2 separate regions of the Sus scrofa genome follow, and region 2 is linked to region 1. Evidence: chromatin contacts called from public Hi-C data. All regions are on one chromosome and are shown on one strand. Each heading gives the region's core, a stretch centred on a gene start, on an enhancer-like site or on the middle of the called end of the contact. The rest is flanking DNA. Distances are from core to core; before and after follow the strand shown. Region 1 holds the start of FAM43A (protein FAM43A). Region 2 has its middle 89 kb from the start of FAM43A.

Region 1 (3,543 bases), core at 85-2,584:
TTGGTGCCCTGACGGCCCGCCTCGCTCTTGCTCCAGATCTTGCCCACCGCTAGGTCAGTGCAGCCGTCGCCGCGCGCCTGGATGGTGGTGGCATTGCCCAGGTAGAGCACGGTGTAAGTAGGGTCCTCGCTGGTGATATGCAGCTTCTTGCGCTTGGAGCGGAACATGCTTCCCACCCTGCTGAGCGCGCCTTCGGGGCAAGCCCGAGCCAGCGAGCTGAGCGCCGAGTAGTGCAGGCTCACCGCGTAGCCCTTGGGCTTGGACGCCTGCCGTGGCGGCGCCTCGGCCAGCAGCTCGAACTTATGCTTCTTCCACGGCAGCATCTCCGGAGGGCGCCCCCGCGCAGCTGGCGGCGGTGGCGGCGGAGCGCCGGGTGGAAGCCCGGCTGAGCCACCCGCCCCGGCCGGGCTGGGCCCGGGCAAGACCGAAAAATAAAACTCTGCTGGGAGTGGCCGGGTCGGAGGGAGTGGGGGCGGGGGCGTGTATAGCGCTCCGGAACCCCGCCGAAAGAGGTAGGGAAAGAATTTTTAAAAAGAAGAAAAGGTTTAACTGCGGGAGTTGGGGGGAGGGGGGACGAACACAGATTTACCCCAGCCTGGGCAGGACGAGGGCAAAGAGTCTTAGGCAAGCCAAATGAGAGAAAGACAGCACGAGAGTGGAGCGGAAAATGTCTTTAGGAAAAAAAAGAGAGAGAGAGAGATACGCGCGTGCAAATAAATGAGAGAGCCCCAGCAAGAGCAGCCGGGATGGTGCGAGAATACGCAGGAACTCCTCGGCGAAGGTGAAAAGGGCCCCCCTCTCACATTCACACACTCAACCCCCAGGGCTAGGGCCAGAAACCGCGGAAACAACCGCGAGTGTGCCCAGGAGCCAGTGCTCCCCACCCCAAGGGGTGCTGGAGGCAAAAAGCCCCTCGGCCGAGCGGGTCCCAGAATCAGCTGCTTGCCCCAAGTGCACTCAGATGGTGGGTCCGGCTGGCCCCAGCGGGCCCCGCGCAGCAGTCCTTCGGTGGGTCACTGCATCTTCGCTCCGGCAGGACGCCGGGGACTCCGGCTCCGCCGGCTCACTGTCCGGGCTGGCTCGGCCGGGGCAGCGCGGGGCTCCGAGGGCAGGGCACGCGCATAGCCCGCTCCGGGGACGGTCGCTACCTCATTTCTTCCCTCCGGAGAGTGTCCAACTCCGCTCCCGGGATCTCTTCGCTCGGCTGCCCGCCTTTGCAGCGCGCCCCCTCCGGTGCCACGAGCAGTAGCCGCCTCGCCAGCCTCACATCCTTGCCGTCCGAGAGGAAGATCTCGGGTAAATATAGGCCGGCACAAACCATTCGCCGCGCGGGGACAGGGGAGGAGCAGCGAAGAGGCTCCGTTTCGGACTCCGACGCCCCACGGGTTCCTGGTCTCTTAAAGGGACCTGGTTGCAGCCCTTGGACGAGGGAAAGGGGAGACCGGTCCAATCTGGCCATTACAACCCAAATTTACCTGCGTCTCTTTTATCTGCGAAAATCGCCAAGACCTGGGGTTACCCCGCAGGAAAAGCAACCTGAATTCTGACACTCCACCCCTAGGCTGAATCGCAACTCACTGAGTAAATGTGTGTCTCCATCGAAACTTCTGGGGAAGGTGGTGCAAGATGGGATTTAGGCTATAATTCGATATGCCCAAAGGTAGGGGAAATAGTGATTCCGCGTGTGACTGCTGAGAATGACTGGGTGACGTTTAATTTTTTTTTTTCAGAATTGTATTTTATTAAAATAAAGAGGGGCAAGGAAACCACTGAGACTTATCTCTCACTATGGAGGAACCCTTTCTCCACAGGTACAGAGCAGACAGTGAACAGTGAGATGAGTGGTAGTTGACGATTAGAAGTAATACTATAGTATAGATCTGACAAATAAGGTCTTACCACTCCTAACCCCCAGCAATGCTCCTTCCATCAGCCTCAGAGTAGAGCGGGTTATAGAGATGTATACCATTTCTAAGTAATGCTTGGGTCTGGTTGGAATTCATTTTACTTTGTCAGGCCAGTCATTCGGTTTTATTACATCCTTGTCACATTATGGATAAGAATTCCTAGTAAAAATTCAAAGGACTTTTTAAATTTGTGTCAAATAATGCCCGGCCGCCCTACACCAAGAATGATTAGCATTAATCATTCTTTTCTCTAGTGCCATCTGGACAATGTCGCTTTAATCATCTGACCGGCCTGACCCTTGGCTAGTAACTCATTTCTGGGCCCTTAAAACAACCGGATTGCCTCTATGTTCTGCTCAATCAAAGCAAGACCACTTCTAGCTGGAATGGGTCATAAGTGTCTGGATGACTCTGCCTCAAATTCCCAAGCTCATCCCAGAGGAGGGCAGTGGACCCTCCTGCTCCCCAGACCCCATACCCTGGAGATCTGGATGTCTTGGCTTCCAAGTCAGGTCCTGGTTTCAGAACCAGCATAGCTCTTCAATGTAGATGAAATTCTCTGGCCATCTACCCTTTTAACCTTTCTTTGAACTCTAACCCAATTTTCTCAGCGTCATTGGTGCTGAGTTTCAATATAACTAACTTTCCTGAGTACCTTTTGGTGCTAGTCCCAGAGCTGAGAGCAGACTCAATTCCTGTCTCCAACAACCTCCCAGTCCAATGAAGGATGTAAACTTCACCCAGCTCTGGGCTCCTGCTGGAATGCAGGTTCTATGAGAGCCCCTTGTTGCCCCCAGTGCCTGGCATCACTTAATTTTTGAATGAATGAATGAAACATGCATGTGCACAGGAATTCAGAGTGAACAAAATGCCCTGAGAAGGACCCAAAGTATTCTGAGAAACGGGGAGAAAAAAGTTCTTTGTGACTAGGAAAATCAGAGAAAGTTCCACGGAGATGGTGATGTTTAAAGGATGAACAGGATTGTGTCAAGCAGGGAAGAATTGAAGGGCTTTCCAGATATAGAGAGTAGCAAAATTAGAGACCATAAAAATGCATGCCCATGTGCAGGTTAGGGTGGTGTTTAATGATTGCGACAATGAAAGAAGAAAATTTCCTGATCAAACAAGAAAGTCTCCTATTCATGCATTTGGGGCCCTCCTAGTCCCTGAGGGAAGGACTGGCCTTTTCATGGCTGACTGGCCCCAAAGTGTCATTAGACCAGAGCTATAATGCTTTGCTCCTGAGCTGCACTGAGGGTTAATGGAGGCAGGGTGTTGGAATGAGCTGGTTAGGACTCTAATAAGCCATTGAAACCCAAGTGAATTTCTCTTCTACTTGCATTTCTGGAATATCTTGCAGGGGCAATGAAGTAGATGGCATGTGCTCCAAACAAAAAATTCCAATAAAAAACACCAAATGAACCTGTGCTAAGTGACCTTTAGCTGGTCCGTAGTCTAAGTGCCTGAACTCTATTAACACAAACATCATGTTCAAGCAGTTAGCATTTCCAAATTACCCAGAGGTCCAAGGTCAGAAGGGTTTGGAGACAAGATGAGGAACCAGGGGTGGGAGCTAAGGCTGGTCTCAGCCTCTGCAAGAAGCACCTCCTTGGGCTTCATGAGGTAACAGGGAAAC
Region 2 (3,580 bases), core at 929-3,428, 88 kb before region 1:
ACTCTGCCTGAGTCTGGTCCCATCTGCCTCTGCAATCCCCACCCTCACCAGGTCCATCCTTAGACACCCTCCAGCCCTTACACTGCCCGGCCCTCTGGAGCATCTAATGCTGCTCACAGGGCCCCCACCTGGGACCCGCCCTCCTTGGGCTGGTGAGATGATGCTCTCTCCTGAGGCTTCTTCCTGGAGGCCAGGCTGATCCCAGGGTCTCTGTCTTCCTTCCTGCCCCACCCCCATGTACACCACTGGCCTGTCCATCTGCCATCTGTCCAGACCATCTCTGCTCCATCATCACAACTCCATAGCCGTGTTTCTCAACCCTGGCTAGTTACAAGGTGCACCCGGGAACTTTTAAAATACACTGATGCCTCAGGGAGCATATTTAATACCTTATAATAATCTATAAAGGAAATGAATCTAATATATATGTATACAAATATATATATGAATCACTTTGCTATACACCTGAAACTAATACAACATTGTAAATCAACTATATTTAAAAAAATTTTTTAAAGACACCAACAAGTGCTGGTGAGGATGTGGAGAAGTTGGAACCCTCGTGCATTGCTGATAGGATTAAAAACTGATGCAGCCACTCTGGAAAACAGTCTGCCTCAAAATGTTAAACACAGAATTTACCCTATGACCTAGCAATTCCACCCCTGGAATATAGATAGTCAAGAGCAGTGAAAATATATGCCAAAAAAAACTTGTACATGAGTGGCTGTAGTGATATTCATATCAGCCAAAAGCTGGAAATATTCAAAATGTCCATCAACAGATGAATGCATAAAGAAAATGTGGCATAGCCATACAATAATAAAATAAATAAAAAGTAAAAAAATTAAATAATAAATAAAAATAAATAAGTAATGATATGTACCTTAAAACATTATGCTAAGTGCAGAAGCCAATTACAAAAAGCCACGTGCTACACGATTCACTTTATGTGAAATGTCCAGAGTAGGCAAAATTATAGACACAGAGAGTAGATTAGTGGTGACCTGGAACTGGGAGTTTTGCAGGGAAATGGGAAGCGACTACTAATAGGTACAGGGTTTCTTTTCAGGATGATGAATATATTTTAAAATAGATAATGATGATAGTTACATATATTCATAAATATTGAATGTACCCTATAAATGAATGAATTAAATGATTTGCGAATAAATCTTTTATTTTAAAAATGTTTTCTGAAATATGCATATGTATACATATATATCTATAATAAATACAGTTATATACTTGCATTGGTACGTGTATACATATATGTGTGTGTGTGTGTGTGTGTGTGTATACACACATACCGATGCCAAGGCCCATATCTGCAGTAACTGAATCAGTAATTGAATTCTGGAAGCAGGCCCCAGATACCAGTATCTTTCCTTTTCTTCTCATTTAAGCTCTCCCGTTGGTTTCAGTGAGAGTGAGAATGAGACCCACTGCTCTACAGATTTTATCAACTCCCCACCCCCTTCCAAACTGATACATCCATGCCTAATTTCTCCTCTGAGCTCCCAATTATATATCTGACATCCTGCTTCATGTGGCCGCTTGGATGTCCCAGTGGCTCCTTACCACAGCAGACTCAAACCAAGCCTGCCCTTCCCCTCCACCTACTCCTCCTCTGTGTCCCCTGCTCCCCGAAAGGCACCGGCCTGCTCCCAGTCACCCAGAGTTGACCCTGGGCAGACCTCAGACTCATTCCTCCTGTCTTCACACATCCAATGGGTCACTAAGCCCTGTGACTAATTTTCAGCCTACCTTTTAATTACTTTTAAGTACCTCTAGGATCAGATTCTGCTTTTTCATCCTCTCTGACTCCACCTATCTCTGTCCAGGCCCTGATTCTGTCTCACCTGAACTATTTTAACAACCTCCATCTGGCCTCCTTCTCCCCAGCCTTGCTCCCCTCCAGTCCTCCACACAGCCAGCACAAGGACGCCTCCAAAACCCCCATGCAATCATGCTGTTCTCTGCTGAGAACCTCCAGTGACTCCCGCCGCCCTCCAGACAGCCCTGTGCCTCCACCCTGACCCTGCTGATGGACCAGCCTCACGGTCATTGCCTCCTGGCCACACCGGATCTGACCTGCATTTCCCTTCCACACACTCCCAGTGCCTCCCGCCTGACCCAGGCTGCTCCTCCCCCATCTGGCTCTTCTATTTGCCACTCAGCCTTCAGACACCCATAGGGATGACCTCACTCCTGAAGCTTTTCATGACGTCTGCCACCACCCTGTGCCCAACATGTACTTAGGAATTGTGTCCTGTCGCTGTCACCTCCCCGAGACAGGGGTGACATTTACCTCTGAGCCTAGCACAGGGTGGGCCTGGCCTGGCATGGGTATTCAGGGAATGGGTATTCAAATGAATGAATGAATGAGTGAAAGGATAGTGAGAAGTCTTATTCTAGGGGAGGTGGGTGTGGCGCTGTGTAGCCGTCTGAGAAGGGAACGCTGAGCCTATCCTGTGCTGGCCACGGTCATCCCACCTTCAGATACACCCAAGAATTTGTTTTGCATTCTATACCCTAACAGGGATGTTGCAAGAGCACAAATAATCCTTTATTTTCCTAATCTGAGAAATGGGGATAGTAATATCCAATTAGCAGGAGTGCCATGAGGATCAGGGAAGGAATAGATATGAATATGCTTTCAAAATTATAAATGATCATTTGAACATGAGGGATGAACGTCCACTGCCCTGGCTTGGCAGAAGCCTCTGTGTCAGGGGTTCAGAGACTGTCCAGTGTGGAAAGGTTGACACAGCTGACATAATGGTGGCCCTGTCTGCCTGGCAGTGTCCCCGGAGAAGGCAAGGCTGTACTTGCAGGGTGGCCTTGCACCGTCAGCTATCCCTGTGGTCAGAGAGGAGGATGTGGGGGTTTAAGTCCAGCTCCTTAACTGACCCAAGGCCCCACCTGGCCATAAACTTGGAGTTTGCATGCAGGCAGTGAGGAGTTCTCTCTCCACCTGTGGTTAGCAGCCTGCAGGGCCTTAAAAATAGTGCTGGGAAGATATTTTTAGTACATCATCCTGAGGCGTGGCTGGAGCCTGTGGCCTCCTGTGACGCATGAAAATTGTTTTGGCTCTGTTCGGGAGTGATTCAGACAGCTGGTTTTGGACTTCGGGGGCGTAAAAATAAAAACAAGGTGGGGGAGGCTGGGTTCCAGCCACAGGGAACCCCTGCCCCCACAACATCTGAATAATTGCTCTTGAGAAAGTTGAAGCCAAGCCTTGGTTCTCTGGAGATTTCACAGATGACCGTTCCGGCAGGAAGGTTTCAGGTCGGTGAGCGGGGACAAAGAGCAGAATGAGCCCATGTTACAGGTCAGAGACTGAGGCTGTGAACAGGTGCTTGACTTGCCCCAAATCTTCCGATATTTACGTGGAGGGACCTCATCTGGATCCAGGTCTAATTCCCAAGCCCCTGCTGTCTTGCCAATTTCCCTACTGAAAGAAGGCTTCAAAGTCTACAAAGCACTTCCATAAACATCATCTCTTTGATCCTCTGTCAGGTAGATTATGATTCTTATTTACAGGGGAGGGACCGAGGCTCAGAAAGCAAAGTGACTC

Evidence for each region. A called contact is a pair of places that touch in the nucleus more often than the background predicts.
Region 2: a contact with region 1 is called in a Hi-C map of skeletal muscle, with 7 times the contacts expected there. The contact joins the enhancer-like site here to the promoter of FAM43A in region 1. A contact is called at or near these places in 4 of 47 Hi-C or Micro-C datasets (embryonic fibroblasts, psoas muscle and skeletal muscle) and 1 of 2 datasets of contacts at active chromatin or transcription factors (skeletal muscle).

Annotation. Positions count from the first base shown.
Region 1 is chr13:131,660,265-131,663,807 of Sscrofa11.1, reverse strand. FAM43A (protein FAM43A) reads right to left here and starts at 1,334. Exons shown (of 1, transcript XM_003132600.4): 1 at 1-1,334. The coding sequence starts at 323.
Region 2 is chr13:131,749,544-131,753,123 of Sscrofa11.1, reverse strand. No RefSeq gene overlaps it. Among named protein-coding and RNA genes, the nearest start is that of FAM43A, 89 kb to the right of the region's middle. Within about 2 kb of position 2,178, at least 9 of the 83 cell types and tissues checked have an H3K27ac peak or open chromatin away from gene starts, as enhancers often do. A contact at or near this core is called in skeletal muscle, where this site is marked.